Linked DNA regions of Triticum aestivum: region 1 is linked to region 2. Evidence: chromatin contacts called from public Hi-C data. All regions are on one chromosome and are shown on one strand. The core of a region is the stretch at or near the end of the contact, and the rest is flanking DNA. Distances in the headings are between cores, read along the strand shown.

Region 1 (5,860 bases), core at 2,733-5,232, 190 kb after region 2:
GCTCTCTGCTTTGGAATTTCACATGAAACAGTTCAATTTCTGCATGATTTGGAGACAATTCCAGTGCTCCAACCACTGTTTCCGGTGAATGCCACATTCGATAAATACTGAGTATGATCACTAGCTAAGCAGGTGTGAGTATTTACAATATATACGAGACAATTCCGCCAGAATGGGAGAAATGGACTTGCGTCCTACTTATAGCTTGTCACGTAAAATCAGGAGTTGGTCAGTGTGCACCACGCGAAAGGGCGTGTTCCATCCTCATGCCCATGCTCATGGGACGAAGCAGAAGAACAGCTACCGCTGTGACTCGACGTCGCCTCCTTCCCTGTTCTCATTCTGTTGGTGTTGGCCCTCGGGGCCAGCCTCAGGAGATGCCGCCGTTGAGCCGCCCAGCTCGGACTTGCAGAGAGGGCACAGCGCGTTGATCTTGAGCCACTTGTCGATGCATTCCATGTGAAAGACGTGCCCGCAGGGAAGCTCTCGCAGATCTTCGTTGTTCGAGAACCTTGACAAACAGATGCAGCAAACCTGAAAGAGCCCAGAGGTTCCCAGATGTCAGCTAACCGCGCAACGCGGCACAAATGTGTATGCATGAGCACAAGTTTCCACACTTGATAAGTGTAAAATGGAAAACGGGTGGGAAACTCACGGCGTCTTCCGCGGAGATAGTCCGCTCCTTGTCAGTTCCAGATGCCAGAACGCCACCATTGTCTTCCCCCACATCTCCTCCGTCGCGGATCCTCATCGACTTGTACTTGTACGCCACCAGCGTGTTGATTACTTCTGCGGTAGCGCCTTTGTTCATATCCAGATCCTCGTGGAAGCCTACCATGGAGATTATGCAGGGCAGGCAGCAGCATATCATCGTGCACAGGATGAAAGGCAGTGCATAGCCGATGAAGCCGAATGCAAGGAACACTATACACAGCCTGGAAAATGGTTACAAACAAATAAGCAAGGTACATCCGAGGTGAAAGGAACGTGTCATGCAGAGCACCTAGCAACACACACCTGTACAAGTTAGGAGCGTCATGGACGGAAGAGCGGCCACCGAATATCCACACATTCCCCACAACAAACCACACGGCAAAGAAACAATCCAAGGCCAACTTCAAGCACGCAACCAATGCGTAGACCCTACAAGTAAAAAAATAAATCTTGTTACTTCGTAACTTTAAACATCAGGAAGAATTCAAAACGTTGCATCTCATCCAGGGGGCAGAGTAAAATGATCTAATGTACTCCCTCCGTCCCAAATAAGTGTCTCAACGTTGTACTAACTCTAGTACAAAGTTGTATTAAGCTTGAGACACTTATTTTGGAATGGAGGGAGTATTGAGCAATCCTGAAAGACCTAATGTTTACTCTCATTATTAGTTATGCAGAAGCAGCCAAATCGTGATAGCTAAACTGCTTCTGCAGGTGGTTCAGTCGAAGAGAATGTTCTTTTTTTCACAGGGGAAGAAAATGTTACCTTGGACTTGCAATCGGGAAATTGTTTCTTGGGACTCCAGTGTTGTTATCTTCATTTACAGCTTCTGATGCATGAGCAGATGAAATTGCTGCAAAAGAATCAGACTCGGATATGTTCCTTTGAGATGAACCCTGGGCTGATGGTTCTTGCTCGATGTTCTGGCAATTGCGATGGAGATAGCGCCAATAAAGATGTGGAATAGTAGCAACACAACCTATTATATAGCCAACAACCCACTCAAATAGTGGAGCGCGTGGATGCTCATTCCTTGATACCGACAGGACAGTAGCAGCTGCTATAATCTGACTAACATTTACAATAAGCTCGATTGAGATCCATAAGCCAGAATTCAAAGGATTCTGCTGACGATTGACTTGATCCCTTCTCACGAAAGATGCGCTTCGAAAGTCAGGCATACCGGCTGTGCCAGAACTTTCTGGGACAGGAGGAACTTCATTTGAAGGACCTCTGTTGTGGTTCAACTCATCCAAGTGATTATGATTGTCCGGACGGGATGTTGACGGCGACATCAGATCATTCCTTGGTATGTCGATTGTGTGATCATGACGAGTGACATTTCCAGGGTGATCCATCAGTAAAGGATGCTAATCTGCTGCACGTTCACACTGCGATTCAACAGGAGCGGCTGTAAACTGGAAACCAACCCAGCACCTTAGCTTGACATTTTCCTTGGTATGCAGCAGTTTCCGACAGAATGCTCTATATCTTTCTCACACACTTTGAACCGATGTGTTTCCCCCCTACACCACCTTCAGGTGACTTTTAGTGTACCTGAAGGAAAGGAAAGTTAATTGGAAACTTCAGTTCACTGCAAATCTCTGTCACAAAATTATGAAAGCCTTTGTATAAGGTAAGACATCATATATCAATAGACACGATTGCACTTGAAGGAAAGACCATAGCCTGACTTTATGAAAGATTACAATGATCATATTTAGTGTGTAAGGTAAGCCTCATTTACCATCCCCAATTCCAATGTAATGTTGCAAATTTTGGCATTATAGAATCAACCTTTTCATCAACAGTTTTCCGCAATCCTACAGCTTGACCACAAACCAATTATGCAAGGAAGAGAAAAGGATCAATCTACATTCCGAAGGCACGCCAGAAGTCGATGTTTTTTCCCAGTGGCATGCAACGAGTAGGAACTTAGGAACGATAGGATTAGTGGATCCAATGTAACATCTACCAACCCTAGAAACAAAGATCAATTGTGGCAGACCAAGATACTAGTTCAAACGCCACGTCGACACATTTAGCTCAAATGAGCATTACAATGAAAACGGAGGAAACAAAAAAAAATGCTGCAATAATGCCCCTCCTAATCATCAATGCTCACCATTCCCCCAAATCACCTGGCCGTCTGATACGCATGGAGAGCAGCAGAAACAGGGAAACCAAATCCAACGGGCATTACTCATAAAAGCAGCATCCATCTCAACCCAACAATGTGGCTATGCGAATTCAATATTCCGCATAAACACAACCACAAGATCAAATCCAGTGGCTCACAACAATTCAATCAGACCAGCAAACCCTGAACGCGAATCAGCAAACCCAGAGGCAAACAGAACCACACCCAATTCCGACAATCGGGGCAATGCGGTCTTTGTATGAGGCAAGACGTCTTTTTTTTTCGAAAAGAGGTAAGGCATCATATATCGTTCCACAGGACTACACCTGACTTTATGAAACATCGCGAAGAATGAGGGCATTTGTGCAAGGTAAGCATCGGTCACCATCCAAAGTTCCAATTCTTTTTGTCTAAAAATTTGGCATCACAGAATGTTTCATCAAATGAAAAAAAAACATACAATCCTAGAACTTGACCACAGACCAATCATGGAAAACAGGCTAATCAGAATTCCAAAGGTAAACTGCAAGTTAACACACAATCTTTTTTTCCAAGTGGTGTGCATTGGATTAGCGGACCCAATGTGGAAAATACACCTACCAGCACCAGAAACAAAGACCAATTCCGGCAGGCCCCAAACACTAGTTCAAACGGCGCCACAAAATACTAGCGCAACGGAAGGAAACAAGAGAAACGCTCCTCCTAATCGTCAACGCCATCAAATCACCGGGACTGGTTCAAAAAAAAAATGCATGTGGAGAACGGCAGCTACAGGGAAACCAAATCCAACGGGCATGTTACTCACGCCGTCTCAACCCAGCTACGTACGTACGTGGCTACGAGAATCCGATACCCAGCACGAACACGCCGACAGGAGCAGCCCGGCAGCTCGCAGCCGATTTCAATCGAGCCGGCGAACCTTGCGGCGACCGGCGCCGCCCCCCGACCCGATCCCGGAGCGAGGAAGGGAAGGGACGCACGTACCGGGCAGGGCGGGGGAAGGGGCGGGGCGTGGGCCGAAGCTTGGAGCTATAGGCCTCGTCCTCCTCTGGTCGTCGTCGTCGTCGCGGCGCTCCTGGCGGAAAATTCTATTCTCTCTCCTCCATTTTTGTCTGCTCCGTCGGTGCTTTGCCTTATGTAGGTCAGCGGTCAGGGACGAACAGGTCAAGCGGGGGTCAAGCGGGGGCAGCTCGGTAATTATAGATGGAACGCATCGCGGCCGTTCGTGTGGCCAGCGGGGCGGGATCGGACGGCCGGGGGGAGGTGGGCGGGTAGGCCGTTGGCGCGTGCAGGATTAGAAACTTCTTTGTTTGAAAACGGAGTCGTTTTCCTCGTAGAAACCGTGTGGGATTAGGTAGAGTAACAGTAGGGGCAAAGGATTATTAAGCCTTTATTTATTTCTTTTTCTTTTTGGCTTCGACTAATGTTAGGTAAAACAACAAATGGCCAGTGCATAACACATTTTCCCTCTCGCAAATATAGCAAGCGCACATTTCAGGTGTGCGATTGTCCTATTTTTAGCAGAGTGACTAGTTAATAATAAATCTTTAAAATTGCTTATCTTTTCTAAGAAGCACCATTTGTTATGTCAGTGAATCATGATGATTTAAGTACTATATAGATTCCTTTTTTTCACAAAATGTGGTTTTGCGTTTCTGCTGAATATTGTTGCCCTTTCTACACTTTACACCCATGGATAGAACAGACAAGTTCAAATTGAATGCAGAACTTTGCAAAAAAAAAAAAAACTCAACGGCTTGGCCACTGAAAAAAATAGTCAATTGACACTGACACTCGCAGGTAAACATCATTTACAAAAGTAAGGCATATGTAGGAAATTGGAGTTTCATTGCTCCATTTGAATTTTCTGTAAATGTGATCACAGCATCAGCATCCGCAAAAAACTGTGCAGTACATCAGCTTCGAAACAAAAATGCCATTCGTTTCCAATCAATAAACAGAGAGCCGACTCAAGCATTGCCAATTTACGCATCTAGTTTCTTCTCAGCTTCACCAATCACCCGCAGTTGCTCGAAAAAGGCAGTGAGTTTCCTCATGTCCTCCTCTTGGACGCTGGGCGGGGCCTTCTCTCTGTAACCGGACGCTTCCATCTTCTGAGAAAGGGCATGCTGTAGCCTGCGCGCATGGATAACAAGAAACCATGTTACAGGTGATACAGTGGGATTAACAACAAGGACAACCATACATGCGGATCTTTAGCGGGAGAGAACAATTAGATGGCAAATCAGGCTTACTTTTGGATTTCATCCCTCTTTTTCCTTAGCTTTTCGAGCTCCACTTCCGCGTTTAGAGCTCCTTGAAGCTGAAGGTATACGGACAGATCTTTGTTGACAACAGCAGTCGAACAGTCAGGTGGAGTTTCGTCACTCTCTGCCAGGATCTGGAAATTGTCCAACATCAAATCAGTGTTTTTCATCAAACAGATGAAAAAGGATAAAAACAACTACTCCCTCCGTTCCTTGATATAAGGTGTATAGATTTTTGAGAAAAAATCCGAAATATAAGGTGTATTGCATTGCACCACTTGGCTGGATAATGTTTTTAGTGAATTTATTATATTTCCATATATTAGGCTAGCTCCTCTATTTTCTCATGTTAATTAGTTAGGTGTAATCTCACCCATAACTTGTGAAATTTTTTCTCCACATGCATTCTTTAATTTCCGTACCAAAAACTATACACCCTATATTAAGAAACGGAGGGAGTATGAAAATTGATTATTCTGCGATAGACAGTCACTTGAGATGATATGCTCCACTCCAGGCTTTACCAAAACATTAGATCCGTAAAGGAAGTTTTCAGATAATAAAACACATAATACAGCTAAGGAAATGCAAGGCAAAACCTTAAGTGACGATACAGAAGAAAGAGACACCACTAGAGATTGATAGCACTGAACAGTGGCAGCAATATCTTCGCCTCGACAAAGTGCAAAAGCAGGTCGCCTGTTCATGAAAAAGATAAGAAATAAGATGTCGATTTGG
Region 2 (5,821 bases), core at 204-2,703:
CTCTGTCTGCTCTCACATTGTTGAGTCCGACCCGGATTACTCAGAGACCAATGCGGCTATATCAAACGTTCCTGTACTCCCTGATCAGCGGGGCCGGGGAAGAAGGCCCGCGATGCCTCCGCCGTTGAGGGACATGCTGCCGCTGGCCGCGACGGCGACCGAGTGCCGGCTCACCGGACTAGGCACGATCAGGAGACGCACCAACCAAAAGCAAACGCCACCCGTGCACAGTGCGCGTGCACGGCCACCTCACCGTCGTCTACGGAGCCGCTCGGCCTGCCGCGACGAGATCCACTGGATGCTCACGCGGACGCCGGCCCTCCGCGGCTTCGACCTCGCCGCCACCAACTGGGACGGCGGCTTCTTACCCGACGACCTTGCCGGAACCATCACGGAGAGGGCCCGGCTCGACGAGGAAGGCCATCACGGCGGCGACGCGCCGCGCTTCAGCCTCGACCTGTCCCTGACCGTCTTCGTGCGGGCCGTCTGCAAGCTGCTGGCGCTCGCGTGCAGGGAGGCCGCCGCCCAATGTGGGCTGTCCGTGGCGGACCGCTATTTGCTGCTGCATATGTCAGGATCAGGATACCGCGGCTGCTGAGGGCGGCAACGACGACGGCAACTTGAGGCTGCCGTGCTCACACACCTTCCACGTCCGCTGCCTTGCGCGGTGGTTCGAGAAGGTGACGACGTGCCCCCTGTGCCGCCGCGACATGGTCGTCCACGTTGAGGCCGCCTACGCACACGAGAGCAAGGCCGTGGCCGAGAAACTAAAGGCCATATACAGGAGTATAAAATTGGACCCTGATTGCTAAAAGAACAAGTAATAAGTTTTTGCCCATTCAGCATATAGACATTTCAGCTAAAAAAAGCATATAGATATTACAGATTTCTCTCATAATTATTGGAAATGCTAAAAAGGGAGTAACGGGCCGGGAAATGGCAATGTAATCATATACTTATAGAAGAAACTTTTTCATGTACATTTGCTTGGTTCCATTCCATAATCTGCCAAACTAACCAGCCAACACTTTCATCATCTCTCTTCGAGTATGTATATATGACGTTTGTGTTCACACAAAAGAACAAGAAAAGAAAAAAGGCCTGCACCAAGCATAGCCGGAGGGGCTCAGTCGGAGTCGTCGCGGTCGTGCCAGCAGAGGAGCATGGAGACGCACCGCCCGAGGATGTACAGCCTCGTCTTGTGCTGCTTCAGCATGGCGCAGCAGCTGCCCTGCCGCGGGCGCCGCGGCGGCGGCGGCCGGGAGCGCCGATGCTGCGCCGCCGTCGTCGTGACGAGGTTGCTGTACGCCGTGCAGACGGAGTGGGGGACGGAGGCGGCCGGGAGCTCCATGTTTTGAGACGAGCGGGCGTCGCGGCCTAACGAACGCGAGGATGCGTGGACACGTGTAGAGAGAGTTTTGAGATGGACTGGTGCTGGGAGTCTGGGTCTGGAGGAGAGCGATGAAGAGAGATCGATGCCGGTGGTTAAATAGGCCCGGTAGGGTGGATGGATCTTCCAGGGCCGGGCCCCCGTGAGGTGGGGTGCATGTCAGCACGTGGCGGTGGGCCGGATTCGGTGAACTGGATGGTGACTGGGCACTGACGATTTTGGCCTCTCGCATGTTTTTTTTGGCACACATGCTGTTTTTCTTTGTCGAAAAAAAACATGCTGTTTTTCTTATAAAAATCTCTGGCCCCCTCAAAAAAAAATATAAACTCTCTCACTATATGGTACTATTACTTTCTGTGTCATGCAAACCTTATGCAATGGCAACTAAACGTAATGTTAACGTTACATGACATTATTTAGAAAAGATGGGCTATTATAGATTATTCAAAACAATAAATTAGGTCACCTTTTTCTCTTGAAAACGAGGATAACCCCGGTTTCTACAACGAGCGAATGCACACAACCATCAGGTCACCTAAAATACTATGTTCTTCGTTCACAAATATAAAAACATTATGGATATCTTAATATGGACTACATACAGTCTTAGATAAGTGAACAAACATACTAAGCGTGTATATGTACCCGATTTAGAGAAAAATTAGAATATCTTATATTTATGAATAGAGGGAGTAACGAGATACATATCTCTTTTTTTTTGCGGGGTAACAAGATACATATCTCGGGAGTAACATATTATACTATGTATGTATTTTGGAGATAGGTATCATACATATGATTAGCAGGTCTCAAAAATTATCCGATATGGAGAAACTTATTCGACTTTGCTACTTAATGTTATTGGTTATTTGCCCACCTTCAACCAATTCAAATGAAAGAAGATGTGCCCTTCATCTAAGTCCTTCCGCTCCACTAGTGAGTTTGCGTCGGTCTTTTCTTGGCGGGGGTCGGGCCGCTCATGTTTATTTGCTCGTCGTCGACTATTGTTACCTCCCTCATGCTAACACAACCCTCAACAAATTTGCCGCCCTTCTATGTTATCAGAGCTCGGCATATAATCATTACTTAATTATCCAGCTTGGGGCCGACCACTACGATGGCTTATGTAGTGACTTCGTCAATCTCAAGATATTGTGTTGGCTCGGTATCTCGAATGTGTTTATAGGGATAGTGTGTGCATACATGTGTTTATAGGGATGGGTGTATATGCGTATATGAGGCCATTTTCATTTGTATTGTATAAAAAAATTGGTATCAACCAGTAGCATATCGCAATGTTAAAAAAAAGCATATCGCCACCCTAACTCCTTTAGCCCCGGCCTCTGAATGTTGTGGTGCCAAAATTTAGTTGATAGCACATTGGTATTTTATTTTGCGGGATTGCTAAATCTCGGTCGACTAAGACTTTAATCAAATTTCAGTCAATGTTAGATTCGTGAGATCTTATGTGAAGATCTGTGCATTTTTTTTGTTTTTATATATTATGTCACTTGACTAAGAATTGGTTAAATCTCAGTGGACTGAGACCTAGCCACACTCTTTACTTTAACCTGGCAAAGTGGCAAATCTAGAGTAAAAGGTTTAGCTACAAGCCTACAACACGCACCATTTATGGCTAACTCGTTATAATTTTAGACATACACCCTCATAGCCAGCATCAGGTTTGCCATATGGCACTGCAGCTTTTTCACAACACACGACTCACGACTGACGACTACTTTTCACAGTTGAGATTGGTCTCTCTTTCCAATCTTAGTACAAAAAAGAGTCAAAGAGGCATTAATGTTTTGCGGGTTCTAGAAAAACATTCGAGATTGGCGTGCGATGTGTTGTGTGCCATAGTGTCCACAATGAGAAAGCAAAAGCAAGAGGCAAAATGGGAAACTGGCTTCACAAGACAAATCAGCATTCTTTTTTTTTCCTAATATATTGATATAGCAGAATAATATCCAGTTACACCCAAGACCTAGGTCAGGAGCTCAAACGCTCGCACGCGCGCGCACGGTCCACCGACGGCGGATGGAAGGCTGGCCGGCGTTCCTCCAGCCCCACAGGGCATCATGATTCAACCTCTCCGTCGGCGTCCACGCGCGCGCGCGCACGGGCACACGTACGATGCCGTTGCGCCCACGAACGTTTGTGCCTGTACACCAGCGACGCGCACGAAGGCTTCCGCTGCCGCGCGGGCGGTGGCGTCGTCTTCCTCCTCCGCCCGCGAGCTCCGGACACACCACGTTCCCGCACCGCACGCGCGTCCCTTTCCCATCATCGCCTCACTGTGGGCGCGCGCCCACGCCGCTACGTCCATACGCGTACGCGCCGCGCGGCGTCCTTGTCCCTCGTGCATGCATTTTCTCCTCTCTCTCTCACACACACACACAATGTCGAAGTGGTCCATGGCGTCGACACTACAGATAGATGAGATGATAACACTGACTAGGACCGGCCAATGCACACACACACGTAGCTCTCGGCGTTCAGGCAGACAGCCAGTCCACGCACGTACGGGGCTGCCCTCGTGGGATGTCGCTCACGCACTAGGGCCCCGGGAATGGATGCTTCCGCCAGCAAAATTTGACACGGCGCGAGAGAGATGCTAGAGAGGAGGAACAGACGCCAGGAATGGCTGCCGATTGGCACCAGCTGTCCTGTCTGCGCAGCGTCGATGCGAGCAAGCAAAACAGAAAGAAAAAAGAACAAAGACTCGGCCAATAATTGCAGATCTCTCTCTCTCTCTCTCTCTCTCTCTCTCTCTCTCTCTCTCTCTCTCTCTCTCTCTCTCTCTCTCTCTCTCTCTCTCTCTCTCTCTCTCTCTCTCTCTCTCTCTCTCTCCCAGTCTTCGTATCATCCCTAGCGTGCGAGCTGCAAGGACAGAAGATGGAACAGCCACCAGACTCTGTTTGGTTTCAATAATTGAGTCAATGAATAACGCTTTGCAGCTCATACTACGTACGTAGGTAGGAGGAGGACAACACAGGTGGTTGGATCTGCAACTGCATGTGTGCTAAATACGTATACAATATAAACGTGTGGATTTACACATCGTTCCGTCCCTCGCACTCACCCAATGAATGATTGTAGCCTTCTAGTAGGAATCCGTATGACTCTCGAATGGTCATACTCACACCTCGATTTACACATTACGCAGTCCCTTGTGCTCATCCAGACAGGATGGTCACTGATAAAGCTTATGTTGCTTGTGAGTGCATTCATTGTATCGAGAAAAGTTTTTGGTACCTATAAGCTTGATCCTATCAAAGGATTATGATCGGATGGATAGAGGTTACCTTAAGCAGATGATGCAAAAGACTGGCTTCACTCGGATTGACTGGATCATGACATGTCTCATCATTGTGAGATGCTCCATGTATAAAATATAATGGAACAACCTTGAATTCATTTGCTCCGTCGCACATGGGCTTCGACAAGGTGATCCACTTTCCCTATGTTTGCTTCTGCTTTTTCATTTATGGCCTTTCTGCATTTAACAACAAAGAGACATCTTTGAATAATTTTTCACCGGCGAAGGCGCGCGCGTTGAAGAGCATTGGAAATTCCTCACTTGTTTTTTGCAGATGACACCCTCCTATTTTTTTCCTAGGAAAATCAAACGCAGGGTCTCCGAGTTAGAGGTATCCTTAATACTTATGCCGAAGCCACTGGACAATTTGATAAACCCAAGCAAGTGCTCCATTTTGTTTGAGGAATCTTGCCCTTGGGCAGACCAGAAAGTTGTTCGAGCAGCCTTACAAATTGAAGTTGCAGGATTTACGGAAAGGTACTTGGGGTTGCCTGTTAAACAATGTATTCTACGATATTGTATAAACCGTATAGTTAGCCGTATAGGAGTGGTGGCGTGAGTTGTTAGGATGTTATGATTGCTTTCTAGCGGTATAGGAGTGGTGGCGTGAGTTGTTAGGTTGTTATGATTGCTTTCTTGGAGATCAATCCAAACCTAGCCACATGTATATCTCCTGTAACCAATCGGCCTTGTGCCCTATATTAACACGCAGCGCGTCCCTGCTCAACGCATACGCTCAACCTAGTCTTCACATGGTATACAGAGCCCTTTCTCTTCACCGCATCTAGCCATGTCGAGCTCCTCCTGTTGGGGAACGTTGCAGAAAACAAAAATTTTCCTACTCGTTTCACCAAGATCATCTAGGAGTTCATCTAGCAACGAGTCATTGGATGCATCTACATACCTTTGTAGATCGCGAGCGGAAGCGTTCAAAGAACGGGGATGATGTAGTCGAACACGACGTGATCCAAATCACCGGAGATCCTAGCACCGAACGGACGGCACCTCCGCGTTCAACACACGTACGGAACAGCCACGTCTCCTCCTTCTTGATCCAGCAAGGGAGGGAGGAGAGGTTGAGGGAGATGGCACCAGCAGCAGCACGACGG

What was found. Hi-C and Micro-C count contacts between places; a contact is called where the count stands out from the background.
Region 1: a Hi-C map of leaf shows a contact between it and region 2, with 4 times the contacts expected there. The contact joins the promoter of LOC123060466 here to the promoter of LOC123058013 in region 2. A contact is called at or near these places in 1 of 5 Hi-C or Micro-C datasets (leaf) and 1 of 1 datasets of contacts at active chromatin or transcription factors (leaf).

What each region holds. Positions count from the first base shown.
Region 1 is chr3A:94,323,893-94,329,752 of IWGSC CS RefSeq v2.1, forward strand. It overlaps LOC123060466 (E3 ubiquitin-protein ligase At1g12760), which reads right to left and starts at 3,983. Exons shown (of 5, transcript XM_044483200.1): 1 at 3,840-3,983; 2 at 1,481-2,272; 3 at 1,018-1,143; 4 at 656-935; 5 at 1-534. The coding sequence starts at 2,073. The coding sequence ends at 301. LOC123060467 (valine--tRNA ligase, mitochondrial 1) reads right to left here. Exons shown (of 22, transcript XM_044483204.1): 20 at 5,722-5,821; 21 at 5,111-5,256; 22 at 4,621-4,991. The coding sequence ends at 4,841.
Region 2 is chr3A:94,136,683-94,142,503 of IWGSC CS RefSeq v2.1, forward strand. LOC123058013 (small polypeptide DEVIL 10) reads right to left here and starts at 1,454. Exons shown (of 1, transcript XM_044480857.1): 1 at 923-1,454. The coding sequence starts at 1,351. The coding sequence ends at 1,127.